Linked DNA regions of Arachis hypogaea: region 2 is linked to region 1. Evidence: chromatin contacts called from public Hi-C data. All regions are on one chromosome and are shown on one strand. Each heading gives the region's core, a stretch centred on a gene start, on an enhancer-like site or on the middle of the called end of the contact. The rest is flanking DNA. Distances are from core to core; before and after follow the strand shown.

Region 1 (7,071 bases), core at 2,583-5,082:
ATGTTGGAAGAGTTGCACTATTATTTAATGAGAAGGATAACCAAACACAAGAAGGTCCTAAGTACTTATACTGGTGTACTAGCCCCAGTATAACAAAAAAAGCTGGAGGATACCATGAAGGAGACCAAGTATTGGACTACTTAATGGACTGGGGATAATGAGTGCAATGTGTACTTGCAACATGTGACAAACATGTACTTGCAACATGTGACAATTGACAGGTAAAAAAGAATTTTGGCATATTCTACTACACATGTTCATGTTATTATGAAAATAAGATAAACTCAATGTTTGAACACTAATTCACACAGGTCTTCCTTGTGTGCATATGCTAGCAGCAATTCAAAAAAGGTATGACAGACCAGAGCCATAGGTGCATCAATAGCTCAAGATGGATGCTTTTAGAGCAACATATCACCACTATATTAAGCCTGTCAATTCCGAAAAATATTTGGAGAAAAATGAATATCTCAGTCCAGAACCACCAAAGTTCAAGAGGCCTATTCGGCGCCCAACAAAGAAGGGGGAAGTCAGACCCCTATTGAAGATAGTCATTATCAGACCAAGGGGAGAAGGACTTTCATAGTGATTTGCCAAAAATGTGGTATTGCTGGACATAATGCCAAGACTTGCAAAGGACCACCAAAGCCTAAACCTCCTCCAAAATCTAAAACTAAGGGCAAGAGTAAGGCAAAGGAGGCAAGTTCTGCAACAAATGCAACTACTGCTCAACTCCAAGAAGAGGTGCAACTATCACAGTCAGCTCCACAGTCACAGGTATCTTCTAACTATTGTTTGTTTGCCTGATATTAATAAGTATATATCAATGTATATGTCAATGTTGTAATTACTTTTTTTTTTTGGAATTTATAGCATGCTTTTGGAGGCCCTAATGCACAAGCTACCAATAACATTACACCACCAGCCAACCCTGCCTTTAAGGCTCCAAGACCAAAGCAACAAATAGTCAGACTCCAAAATCCAACAACTATTCCAAGGCCATTAGCACCAATAGGATTCGCTCCTATACCAGTTATAGTGCCACTAGCACCAAGACCAAATCAACCAACACCTGGACCAATACCAACACCAGTTATTGTTGAGACAATTGCTGCTACCTCTGGCACCACAACAAGGCTAATGCAATTCATTCCAACTCTTGGACTCACCAATGCAAAGAAGAAGTAATGACAAGATGTAGCAATAGGATATGCTAACTTTTGTATTTTGGATCATGTGATGTTTATGCTTTGTTAAAAAAATGCAACTATGCAACTTTAGTACTTATTTTGGGCTACTGGTTTAGTGTTTTATGTTTTGGTATTATGTTTTGTGTCTTATGTTTGATATTATCACATTATGGTTGCTATTATGTAACAAACCTTATGGAATCTGTTTGGATGACTATATGATATTATATTTGGTTTTATGGTGTATAATACATTTAGTTTCATTATAATCAGATTCCCTTTCATTGGTGGCATAAATTCGATTTCATATACTGATAAGGTTTTGTACATACTTTGCCATATGTAAACAACCAAAAACACTTAAATTTAATTCTCAATTCCATCTCCTAATGTGACCTAAACCCTTTCTAATTCTACCCCCAACATTGATACAACAACAGCCACAAATAAGAACCCTAAAGTTGAACAAACCAAACTTACACTTCTAATAAATAACCCTTTGTCATGTGGTTGGTTGCGAAATTTCGAATACCATAAACTTACCAGCAAGTACACTAGGTCGTACCAAGTAATAACTCAGGTGAGTGAGTGTCGATCCCATGATCGTACCAAGTAATAACTCAGGTGAGTGAGTGTCGATCCCATGAGGATTGATAGATTGAGCAAAAATAATTGGATGATTAGACTAGTCAAACAAGCCAATTTGAGTGATTTGTGTTCCAAGTATCATAAAGCAATGAATTAGAGAATTCAAGAAATCAAGTAATGAACGGTTGGTAAAAATGGTATGAGAAAACAGTAAAGGCTTTGGAGATATTAAATTTCCGGGTTAGTAGTTCTTATCACACACTTTAATATAATGCAAAAGTTCAATTCATGGCAAACCCTAATTGATTAAAGCATAATTCCTTAGCAATTTAATCTCTTTTAACCAAACTAATAGCCAATTCCTTGGTCGCTTAATTTAAATTAGAAGTTTAAATCCAATCCTAATTTATGAGCCACACAAATCCTAGTTACCCAAAGATAAGATGATTATATGTCACATATCACGTTAAATTCAGGTAATCAGAGAATTATGAGTAATTAATTTCAAGCTATTATTCAAGTGATTTAAGTTTTCTAAGATTCAACAAGAATTGAATTAGAAAAAGAGTTATCTTGTAATATACCCTAATTCCTAGGATAAAGAACGAAACCAATCTTTGAAAATAAACTAGTGCATTGATCAAGAGAGGAATGATAATAATATTAATCCATTAAAATAATAGAGCTCCTAACCTTAACAATGGAAGTTTAGTTGCTCATGGTGTGAAAGAACCCTAGTAGAAAAAAATGTAAGGTGTGTGGAGATAAGAGAAGAAGAAGAATCTGAAGAAGTCGAAGGCCAAGATCTCTTCTCCTTTTATATTTAATCCTTTTATTATTATTATTATTATTATTTTGAGTTGAAATTTTAAAAATAACAAAAAAGATTACATATATAAATTAGGCAAGACGGTTTAAGCCGTTTGTTTTAGTAGTTGTATATAAGGAATAACTTACACGGTAAGAAAGTATGATTTACCATATTATAATTAGTGAATTCAGAAAATTTAAAATTCAAAAATTTTAATTTGCTGCAAGTTTCTCACATGGTAAAAGTGGCATAGGCAGATGGTTTGGAGGTAGATAAAAGGCTATACTCCAAGTTGTGCTCATGAAAATGTCTCTGAAAAATGGTGACTCTTGGATCATTGATAAGTTCCACTATATCCATATAACCCATTCTCTAGTTGCATTCACAAAGCCAATAAAAATAAATTTGCCTAATAAACAAGTTGTCGTTGCATCCATATTGGGACAAAATACTTATGTCTCACAAATGTCTTATACTTCACAATGAATGGGTGCATTTGATTGTCAATTTGGTTGTGAGATGCAGGACTTCCAAACTCAGAGAAAGTCCTCGACAAAATGGGATAATAGAGAGAAATATAGTCTTCTAAGGGAGTATTTCTATGAGTGTGTCTCAAAATGTAGTCTTCTATGAGGGATCATTTGCCTTTTAATACAACAGTTCATGTCTTCAATTCTATATTCCCAAATTCTGTTGCTGCATCAAATCATGTCTAATCATTTATATGAGAACTTGTTACATGCATATAAGGTGTTTTTCTTGGTTGTCTCTTCCATCACTGAACCCAAACACTATGATGAAGCTATTACTCACTCTTGTTGGAGAGATGTCATTTGAGTCGAATTAAAGACTTGGCAAATCATGTAATTTACTAGCTGATAGGAATTTGTTAAGAGATATCTATCATAGTTATTTCTATCAAGAGAAGTTAGTTAGCAGCATGTTGTATATAAGAAATAACTTGCATTGTAAGAAAGCGTGATTTACCGTATTAGTGAATTCAAAAAACTCAAAAACTCTCTCTTCTTTCTAGTAAGTTGTAACTGCTGAGACCAACCAAAAGGCAACTTAGTTTCTATGATTATTCATTCCCACGCAACGTTATATATTAAAAAAGAAACTAAAGAGTATATAGTTTTCACAGTTTCATTTTAAGACAACAAGAAGAGACAGATCAGAGTCAACTCTGTTTAGCTTCAGTTGTATAATGTTAAAATGAAGGTCAAGCACCAATTCAATGAAGAAACATAAATTGAACTTTTAGCCCAGTTTTTTTTTTTAATTTTTTTTCGGTACAATACCTACGATTCAATACAAACTCTCTCTCTCTCTCTCTCTCTCTCTCTCTCTCTCTCTCTCTCTCTCTCTCTCTCTCTCCTGATCAGTGGAACTTCTTGTTGTTATTGCTATTTCAAGGCGAGTTTTTCTTCTGATTTTGATCAGTTTTCTCATGTTTTGTTTTTGTTTTGTTTTCTGTTTTAGCTTTTCTATAACTGGTAACTAATTTTCCTTCTTCTGAAGTTCTCATTCATAGTTCATAGAAATTTCTTTGTGTGTATGTTGCCCTAATTAATAAACTTTGGTTCTTCCAACCATTATTTTCTGCAATTCTTGTTACTTCTTCATACAATTTAAATTCATCCATGTTTGCTCAAGTAATAGAATATCTATGAAATTTTGAGAGGTGTTCTTGCTAGTCTTATGCACATGTTCTTGACCTTTTTTTGCTTTAGCATCTGCTTCTTCTTTTTCTTAGGTGCCATGATTATTAGAGTTTTAGATGATCAACAGTTTTGTCCATTCAACTGCTTTTGGTCTCATGAATATTAAAATCTTAAAAGTCACATATTTCTCACCCTAAATGTTCATTCTTGGATCTCTTTGAATATTTCATTAATTCTCTTAAAGATTTTATGAGTTTCATATGTTAGATATTAATATTATGGATTTACGACTATGCTACGTGTACACAAAAATCAACCACCAAAGTCAGTCACCAGTATAAAATACATGTTGGAATACAAATACACATTGAAAATAAATTAAACCACATGTATTTATACACAAATACATTGGTGGCTGATTTTGGTGTACAAATAGCATTTTTAATAGACTTAATACTAGGAATTTGAAGTAACTAATGGAAGATAACTATATATATACTTCTGGAATTTCATGAGCCAAGTAGTTGGGGGATAATATTTGTGAGGATTCGGTACTTGACAACACACATCCTGTCGAATCTCTTTAGAGGTGGCAAGTAATGAATCCCTTAGCAAATTAGATAAAAGGGTGAATTTTTTACTTATAACATGTATATATAATGATCAGGTCTTAACCATCAAAAACTTAGATTACAAGAGATCCCAATAATACATGACATTTAAAACCTAAAATGGATCACTCCATCATTTTATAATTTACAAGAATATTAGGTTTAAGCATTTTAAACTGTTTTTATAAAATCAAAAGTCAACTATCAATAGAAGAAAATTCTAACATCATAGTCTCTGGGAATTGATATGCAATATCTTGCAACTGTTGTGTATTCTTCTGCCATGCTGGTCTCACAACTTATGATTTTGTCTAAGATTGCATTGGATTGCGTCAAACAGGGATTTCCAGCAGTTGTTTGAACAGCTAAAAGGCTGAGTTTGCCAACTAGCTCCGATTTCTATGGATAAAGGTACTCAACACTTTCTAAAAGATTCTTTAATGCATTAAAAACTTAAAAACGCAATGCTTTTTGCACTTAGAAGAAAAACCCTTAATATCATTAAGAAGATAACTCCTCTAAATAAATTGCATAAACATAGTTGGTAGGTTCTAATGAGGAAACAAATCATCAATTTGATGTAGTATTGACTGCTCTAACTCTGACAATTATAAACAGTTTCTGATCATGATTTTCCACACATAGTATTTATCCTTATCTGGATAATTTAATTAATAAATTATGCTATAATTTTCGAATGTTGCAATTTGAATAAGTGTGACTATTACAGTAGAGTGTTGATATACTAAAAAACCAAACTGCCAAAAGCATGAAAGAGTTTTGCTGCTATTTCACCAAGGGCGAAAAAAAATAGTTTTTGTGGGTTTGGATTAGTTTCTTAGAGTAAAAAAAAGTACTTGTATAAAAATTTGAAGAGAAAAGGACAAATAGGTTCTTAATCTTTTATCTCGCAGATATTTTGATCTCTGAAAATTAAAAATATATTTATATCTCTGAACCTCCTTAAAATTAAAACATTTAGATCCTTCGTTCTAAGTAGGGGTGGCAAACGGGCCTAAACCTGCCGGGCCGGCCTGCGTAACTCGCCAAAAAAGGCGGGCTGGGCTGAAAAATTAGGACCGCCAAATAGTAAAAGCCTGCCTAACCCGCACCGCTTAAACTGCGGACTTTAGCGAGCTTTGACAGGGCGGGGCGGACTTCCCCGCCGGGCTTAGTGTTTTTTTAGTGAGGAGGTATTTTTACAATTTTTTGGCCAAAACCTAACTTCCTCCAACCTAACTTACAAGAGTACGAAGATAAAAATTGAGTGGTTTGGATTATGTTTATGTTACTTTAGAGACAATATTTATAATTATGTTTTGGATGAAAACTTGGTTTATAATTATGTTTATTAGATATTTATAATTACAACGATTTTAATGTTTATGAATATAAAAAATATAATTTTTTATGCCTTTAAAAATTATAAATTTATTAATATGATTGTGAAATTATATATATTATTTAGTAGTTAGTAATAAAAAAAGAGCTTTGGCGGGCTTAGCCCGCCGGCCCGCCAGCCCGCAATTAGGCGGGGCGGGGTGAGATTCTAGGACCGCCTCATTGGGTGAGGCGGGACGGGGGGCGGGCTTTCCCGCTTGCCACCCCTACTTCTAAGTATTAGAATAGTTTTTTTGAAAAGTATTTAAAATTTATAATTATGTAGTTATGAGAATGATTTATTTTTTAAATCACGTTTTTAAATTAATTGCCTTCCAATATTATAAAGATTGTCCTATTTTTAAATCGTTCATTCATTTTGTATTTATATATTATTATAATTTTTAAAAAAATTTATTGTAATTATTCATTTTATAACGAGGACAACTAAAATTTTAATAATAATTTTAAAGTAAGCATTTTTATAAAATTTTAGAATTTTTTATTGTAAGTATTTTTTGAAATTATTGTAAATGGCTTAAAAGATGTCATGAGTACTATAAAAATTTGTAATGTACTTGATTTACTTGTTCGTCTATCAAAATAGTAAATCGAATTAAGTGGTTTTGATTCGAAACTAATGGATTTGATTTACCTTGGACGTGGTTCGACTCTTTTAATTTCGATTTACCTCTATAGAAGTTGCTCCTACTAAATCGAAGCTATTTCGTAAATGCATTGAATAGTCCAAATCGAGTTTAGTAGCTTTGATTTACCTAAAAAAACTAATTTTAGGACATACAAAAACTAATTTCAGGACATGCATG
Region 2 (7,071 bases), core at 2,721-5,220, 270 kb after region 1:
CGAGATGATTTTTCTATGTGAACAAAAAATCAATCTCGCAACCTAAAAGAAAAAATTAGAGCATGTCGTTATTCTCAATTTTTAATCATTGAACCAAATGGCTTGGCGGGTGGGGGGGGGGGAGGGGGTTGGTGTTATTAGCATGGAAGGAGTATATGGAAGTGAAAATATTAGGGCACAATTCTTACAACATATCAATTTTAGTCAAAGATGCTACAAACAATCAATAATGGAGATTGGTGGGTGTTCATCTCAGCACTTTTGAGCATACCCAATTAGTGCAATACTAGGAATTAGCAGCTCTTCTTCTATTTGAAGGCAATGTAGTAATCATGGAAAAGTTCAATACAATCAAGAATTAACCCCAGATTTACACTTCTATTGAAAATATTAATTATTTTATTGATGATAATTATCTCGTAGATCTTGGTATGAATGAACAACACTCTATTTAGTCTAACCAAAGGATGGCAGGAGAGCTAATTAGAGAGCAGTTGGATTGAGTCTTGGATGGGATTCAATAGAGGGGTCTAGATGATACGGTTGTGGTGAGGAAATTAGTGATAACAGTTTGGACCATACTCCTCTATTGTTGGATATTGATCCCCCAAAATAGCCTACTAAGAGGCGAATCAAGTTTTCGGAGAGGAGGTGTGGTGTAGAAGAGATTCGAAAGATAATTTTGGAGGCATAGAGGACGGCTATTGAAGGTTCCCCTATGTATTCACTGGCTTAAAAACTAAAATTGTCTATACATAAACTGGTGTAGTCGCAACAACATAACTGAACCAACTCCAAAAAAGCAATTGAAAATATATGTAGAGAGCCAACAAAAAAAAAGAGGGTTGAATGTATGATGGAAGGAGGTGTGATAGATGAATTGAAGGCAAAATTGGAGAATAGTACAACAAAGAAGAGAGTTACTGGAATAAGAAATCAAAATGAAAATGACTTCGCGAGGGGGACTAAAATACTAAGTACTTCCATCATAAGTTCCATTCTAGAAATTAGAGAAATAAAATCTGGCAATTAGTTGGAGCGAATGGTGAAGTAGCCTCAGAACCAGATAGCATTGCTCAGGTAACGAAAAACTATTTCAAAGGAATATTTTCAGTCACTAATCAGGAGGACTTGAACCTTCTATTTGAGGATTTTACACTTACAGTTACAACTCACATGAACCGTAGATTTCGGAAACCAATGATTAAGGAGGAGACCAAAAGAGCCACGTTCAGTAGTTGTGCTCAGAATTCTCCGAGGGATGATGGTTTCGTAGTCAAATTATTCCAATTCTAATGGGAGATAACATGAGAAAATATTTTTAGAACAATGAAAATTTTCTTCGACAGTGGTAGAATGTTAAATAGTTTTAACCACATTTAAATATGCTTACTCCAAAAGATTCTAGATGCCAAAGATATAGATATGTCACAAATTTGACCTATTAGTCTCTTTTCAATTTTTGACCTATTAGTCTCTCTTTAGGTGTTCGCTGTCAATCATCTGCTCTTTACGGAGGATTTTATCATATATAGTAAGACTACAGAGAAATTATACAATAATATTTTGGAATTGCTTTATGCATACAAAGCAATCAGTGGCCAGAAAGTAAATCTCAACAAGTCTGTAGTTTACTTTAGTCAAAATACACTCCCTATACTCAGACAGCAATTGGCGGATAAAACTGAACATAAAGCATATTGGAGCTCAGGATAAATATCTCGACCTACCTTCAATTGTTCACAGATTGAAAAAGAATACTTTGGGAATTATCAAAGATAACGTTCAAAAAAAAAAAAATTCAGGCTTGAAAAAGGATTCTTTTATTTCTGTGTATACTATGTCTTACTTTAAACTGCTAGACATTCTTCTAGATAAAATTCATAGAATATTAAACAGTTTTGGTGGGGCAATGGGATGAGAAAAGGAAGATGGTATGGATTAGTTGGAGCAAGATGATCAAGCCTAAAAGGAGGGAGGATTAGGTTTTAAGGACCTGAACGCTCAAAATTTAGCATTGTGAGAAAATAATTTTGGAGATTGACTACCAATCATAACTCTCAGCTCAGTTGTATACTTAAAGGAAAATACTTCTGATATAATTCACCACTAACAATTCAAAAGGGGGTTCACTGGTCCTGGAGATGGCAAAGTCTATTAGAAAATTGCAAGGTAGTGGAAAAAGAAATGCATTGGAGTATTGGGTCTGGGGAAAAGGCTAGCATTTGGCAAGACCCATGGTTTCCCCTTTACCCATTTCAGATTACTACCAACAACAATATGAATACAGATATATTGAATTAAGAACTTACTAACGGTAGCATGTAGGTGGAATCATGACATGATTAATGCTGCTTTTGCCTTAGAAATTGCTTCTCGAATCCTGGCTACATCTGTGAACAATGAAGGCAGAAACAATAATCTGGTCCTAGAACAAGAAACAACAATACGATGTAACATCAGGTTACTTAATGGCCTATGGGTTTTCACATGCCTCAATCAAGTATTTCCCCCAAATTATGCATAATACAACCATATGAAAGAGAATTTGAGTCCTAAAAAGTCCTTCAAAAATCAAAATATTTGTTTGGAAAGCGTTGCATGAAAAGCAATCAGGGTTGAGCTTGATTCATTAAAGGTTTCCTTCGACCTCCCTGCCGTCTCCGCTGTGGAAATAAAGCAGAATCAGTAAACCACTGTCGTTAATGATGTGGCCCAATTGGAGATGTCTATAGAATGTCACCCCTTGTGGCACTTCCTATCCAACAGTAGTTTTGTTATAACTGAAGAGAAGAAAAAAAAAAGAGAAAAGGACAAATAGGTCCCTGACCTTTTACCCCGCAGATATTTTTGTCCCTGACCATTAGAAAATACTTTTTAAGTCCCCGACGTCCTTAAAAGTTCTACGGATCAGTTCTTCCATCCAAAAGCCACTGTCAGGCCCACCAAAAAAGACTGATGTGGATCCCCCTCTGCTTACCTGGTATCACGGCTACCCACGTGACACGTTAGTGGGATGGAGCTTTTGAAAAATGCACACAGAAGTCCCTGTCGCTCAATGCGACATCGTTTTGTGTGCTGCCCTAATCCTTAAAGCCCACAAGCAGCAGCATGGTTGGTGGTGCCAGCTCAGGATTGCAAGAACTCACCCTCAGCTACCTCTGTGATGCACAAGGGCTGGGTCTTGCTGCTGATAAGGATATTCCTATTCTTGGTAAGAGCTTATTGCTGAATAATCATTCTTTAGAAAAAGGTGTTAGCCACAAGGGCAAAGAGATTCTTGTTTCTGAGAATTCAAATCATTTTGATGTTGGTAAATTTGTTGAAAGAGATTTCTTGAGCCTGAGTGATGCCAAAGAGAATAACTCCTCAAAGCGATCAGTTGAGGAAGATGAAGAGGAGCAAGAGAGTAATAGGGAGAAGAAGCCACGACTTGAGACACTGAATCTCTCTCTTGCTTTGCCTGATGTCTCATTCTCTCTCACCGCTTCAAACGCCATACAAAATGGTGCTGATCAGAAACAACCACAACCCCTTCGGCCTAAACCTAGCAGGCCCTCAACTACAACATGGTCTAATAATGATTGCACAGCTACAACTTCTTTATCTTACTCTTACTCTCACCCTTTCTCACACAACCCAAGTTGCTCGCTTACCCGCAATTCAACTGATAATTTTGACTACTCTGTGAGTAAGGATGACCAAATTGGAATTGTGGGGAGGGGACTAACAGTTCTGTTCACAGTAGGTTCAAGCCAATTGGAGATGGGGTTGGTTTTTCCAATCATGGTGGTGGTATTAGCTCCTTTATGCAGGAAAATAGCCAGTTTAAGACTACTAGTTTGGATAATCATTCCTTTTTCCTTTCTGAATTGCCTGCTAGACCAAGATTTAAAACTCAATCTGGGGACTCAAGGGGTAGGAATTCAGAGAATGTGAGAATCTTGGAAGGGTTAGATGGTGGGGGAAGATGAAGAAGCTCTTAAGGCCTGAGAGGATCCTGAGGGGAGTTGTTTATGAGTCTGTTCCCGCCGCAGCACTGATGATTCAGGAGCTTGCTGATGAAGTCATAGCTTCAACCAAGAAATACCTAAAGAATCTCATTGAGAAGCCTGACAAAAAAGATGAATTAGTTAGCCTACAAAGCAGGCTTGAAAGGAGATCTGACCTCTCCAAAGAGACTCTTTTGAAGTGCCATAAGGTGCAGTTGGAGATTCTGGTTTCTGTCAAGATGGGGCTTACAAACTTCTTATCTGGTAAAATTCAATTATTTGAGATGGTAGGGCTTTTCTTGTATAGGAGATGTAGGAATGTTAACTGCAAGAGTCTGCTTCCTGTTGCTACACACAAAACGACGTCGCATTAAGCGACAGGGAATTTTGTGTCCATTTTTCAATAGCTCCATCCCACTAACGTGCCACGTGCCACGTGGGCAGCCATGATGCCAGGTAAGCAGAGGGGGGGGGGGAGCCACGTTAGCCTTTTTCATTCGGTCTGACGGTGGCTTTTGGATGGAGGGACTGATCCGTCCAACTTTTAAGGACGTCAGAGACTCAAAAGTATTTTCCAATGATCAGGAACAAAAATATCTGTAGGATAAAAGGTCAGGAACCTATTTGTCATTTTCTCAAAAAAAAGAGAGAGTAAAAAACAGAAAGAAGGAGGGACTTAGTGAGTCACGTGATTCACCCGCTCCCCAACCCCAATTATTTCTTTCTCTTGGAACCCTTCCTTCTCTTCTCAATCTCATTTCTTCTTTCTTCCTCTTCTCTCCTTCTTCTTCATCTCTTCTATATTTTCTTCTTCTTCTTGCAATTACATACTATTATCAAACTCACTTATCTTACTTCCTTTCTTTCTCCTATCTATCTCTATTTATTCAAAATCTCAGTTTTTCATAACCCCCAAATCAAGAAGTTCATCTTAATGAGTGAAGTCCGATTATTATTGAGGTTTCAAGATAACTCTTTGACTCAATAATTAACTATATTTCTAATTTTTGTCATCTCTATATTTATGGATATACATAAATCCGAATTAGGGTTATTAAGGTTAGAAAATTTGGAGTTTTTGTCAAAGTGAGTAAGATTATGTTAATTGACAATATTAGTAGCTCACAATCATCATCATTGTCAGGGCGGAGCTTAGTTCAGACAAGGGGGGCCATGTCCCCCCAAACTTTTATTAAAAAAATTAGTAATACTTTTTCAAAAAATAAAAAATAGTTAAGTTGGTTCAAATATTTTACTATAACTTAAAATACCAAAATTCAATCTTCATCTCTTGTTTTTATTGCACAATAATTTTTAGTTTTAAAAATTCAAAACATGTTGGATTTAGATGAATTGAGTGTATTCGTATTTCGCAACTCTCTATTCAATAAGCAACACTTCCTCTACCTTTGAGTTCAAATATAAAAAATTAGGTATTTTTTATTTATATAATTTAATATTATTTTATATTTGACTGTTTATTTAATTTAATTTTTTATATGATAAAAAATATTAGAATATTCAATAAGTATTTTTTTTTATCAAAGATAGGAGACTCGAACCCGCAACCTCTTAATTGAGTATGAGGAGACTATGCCATTTGAGCAATATTCAATAAATATTGATACTATCGTATTTGTATAAATTGATAAAAAAATTTAATAAATATTATAAATTTTAATATTTGTCCTTCTAACTTCTTTTTTACATATTTTACAGGATATATATTCAAATTTTTATATAAAATAATCATGAAAAATAAAAAATTGATGCATTTTTTAAGAGGAAGGTTAATATTTAAGAAGGAGAACATATAACTTTTACAATATCAACACCTATAGATAGTTCTTCTATTTTAATGAATCACGAAAAAGTGAGATACAACTTTCAAAAGTTCAAAGAGTTGCATCTGATTAGTTTGACCTTAATTTTTTGAAACGAGACCCTCGAAAAAGGTTTCAAATTTGGCAATATCACTCAAATCAGAGAGATGAGGTTAGACGAGCTTATCTTAAATGGAGTCCATATAAAAAACATATTGACAATTATTTTCTATCTGCCCCCTTCCCCTCCAAATTTTATTTCAAGCTCTGCCACTGATTGTCATATTTCTAGAGTTGTAAAGTTATTGGATATCATTTGGTAGCTCATTGGCGCTCAGAGTTGCTTCCGGTTCCTCGGAATCAAGTTGTGAGTGGATATTATTATCAACATTTAAATTGAATCATTATTTTTAGAGTTTGAAAATATTTGATTATTTTGACTTTTAAATTTTTGAAATAAATATTGATTTGTGAAAAATTTATAATTTTATAAAAATAAACACGAGATGATATTTATATATTTTGTAAAGTATACATGTTTTCTTACTTGACTTCATTAAACTTTAATTAAATTTTAGTATGCATTCTTTTATATATATATATATATATATATATGATTTATTATGAAATTTGGTAATATGTTATAAGAATTAGGGATTTGTTATAAGTGATTCGGTTTGGTTTAGTTTGGGTGACTGTGACTAGAAAATTGTAGTTAACTGTGGTTATGACGTTAACTTAGATCCATCTAATTTATACCTCAGCTAGTAGGGGCGTTGCTACCCAACGTGTAGGCCACACGTTGGATTTGTTATACCGTATGGACACACTTCAAGAAAGGGATACTTTTAGAGTTGGAGCCATCCTAAGTATGTAATATTTGATTTGATTTGACTTTTGGAATGAGAACTCCCATTTCAGTTCATTCCGCTTAATTATTTATTTATTCATTTGCATAATTAATTAAATATGAATTCCTCTTCTTTAGAAAGAAATATAATTTTCAAGGTAAAATTTGTATTGTCTCGTGTGGATTATGGATATAATATTTGCTCATTAAGTTGCAAAACTCACCCTATTATATCTCCATAGTAGATCTTATGCATTTCGGTAAACCCCTTTTATTTCCAAAGACTATGTGATATGTAATGGAACTTTCATGCAAAAATTTAGTTTGTCAATGCTCCATGATGTAGACAGGGTCCTCGTGTGAGTTATGTTATTTTGAATTTCGAATTGTTTAGATAATAATTATG

What was found. A called contact is a pair of places that touch in the nucleus more often than the background predicts.
Region 2: a contact with region 1 is called in a Hi-C map of leaf, with 2.0 times the contacts expected there. The contact joins the promoter of LOC112776888 here to the promoter of LOC112790475 in region 1. A contact is called at or near these places in 2 of 8 Hi-C or Micro-C datasets (both in leaf).

Annotation. Positions count from the first base shown.
Region 1 is chr3:44,343,431-44,350,501 of arahy.Tifrunner.gnm2.J5K5, forward strand. It overlaps LOC112790475, which reads left to right and starts at 3,833. Exons shown (of 5, transcript XM_025832898.2): 1 at 3,833-5,275. The coding sequence starts at 5,266. It overlaps LOC140183482, which reads left to right and starts at 193. Exons shown (of 4, transcript XM_072231927.1): 1 at 193-221; 2 at 312-351; 3 at 475-777; 4 at 874-1,326. The coding sequence starts at 193. The coding sequence ends at 1,188.
Region 2 is chr3:44,615,805-44,622,875 of arahy.Tifrunner.gnm2.J5K5, forward strand. It overlaps LOC112776888 (protein OBERON 3-like), which reads left to right and starts at 3,971. Exons shown (of 1, transcript XM_072231928.1): 1 at 3,971-4,366. The coding sequence starts at 3,971. The coding sequence ends at 4,366.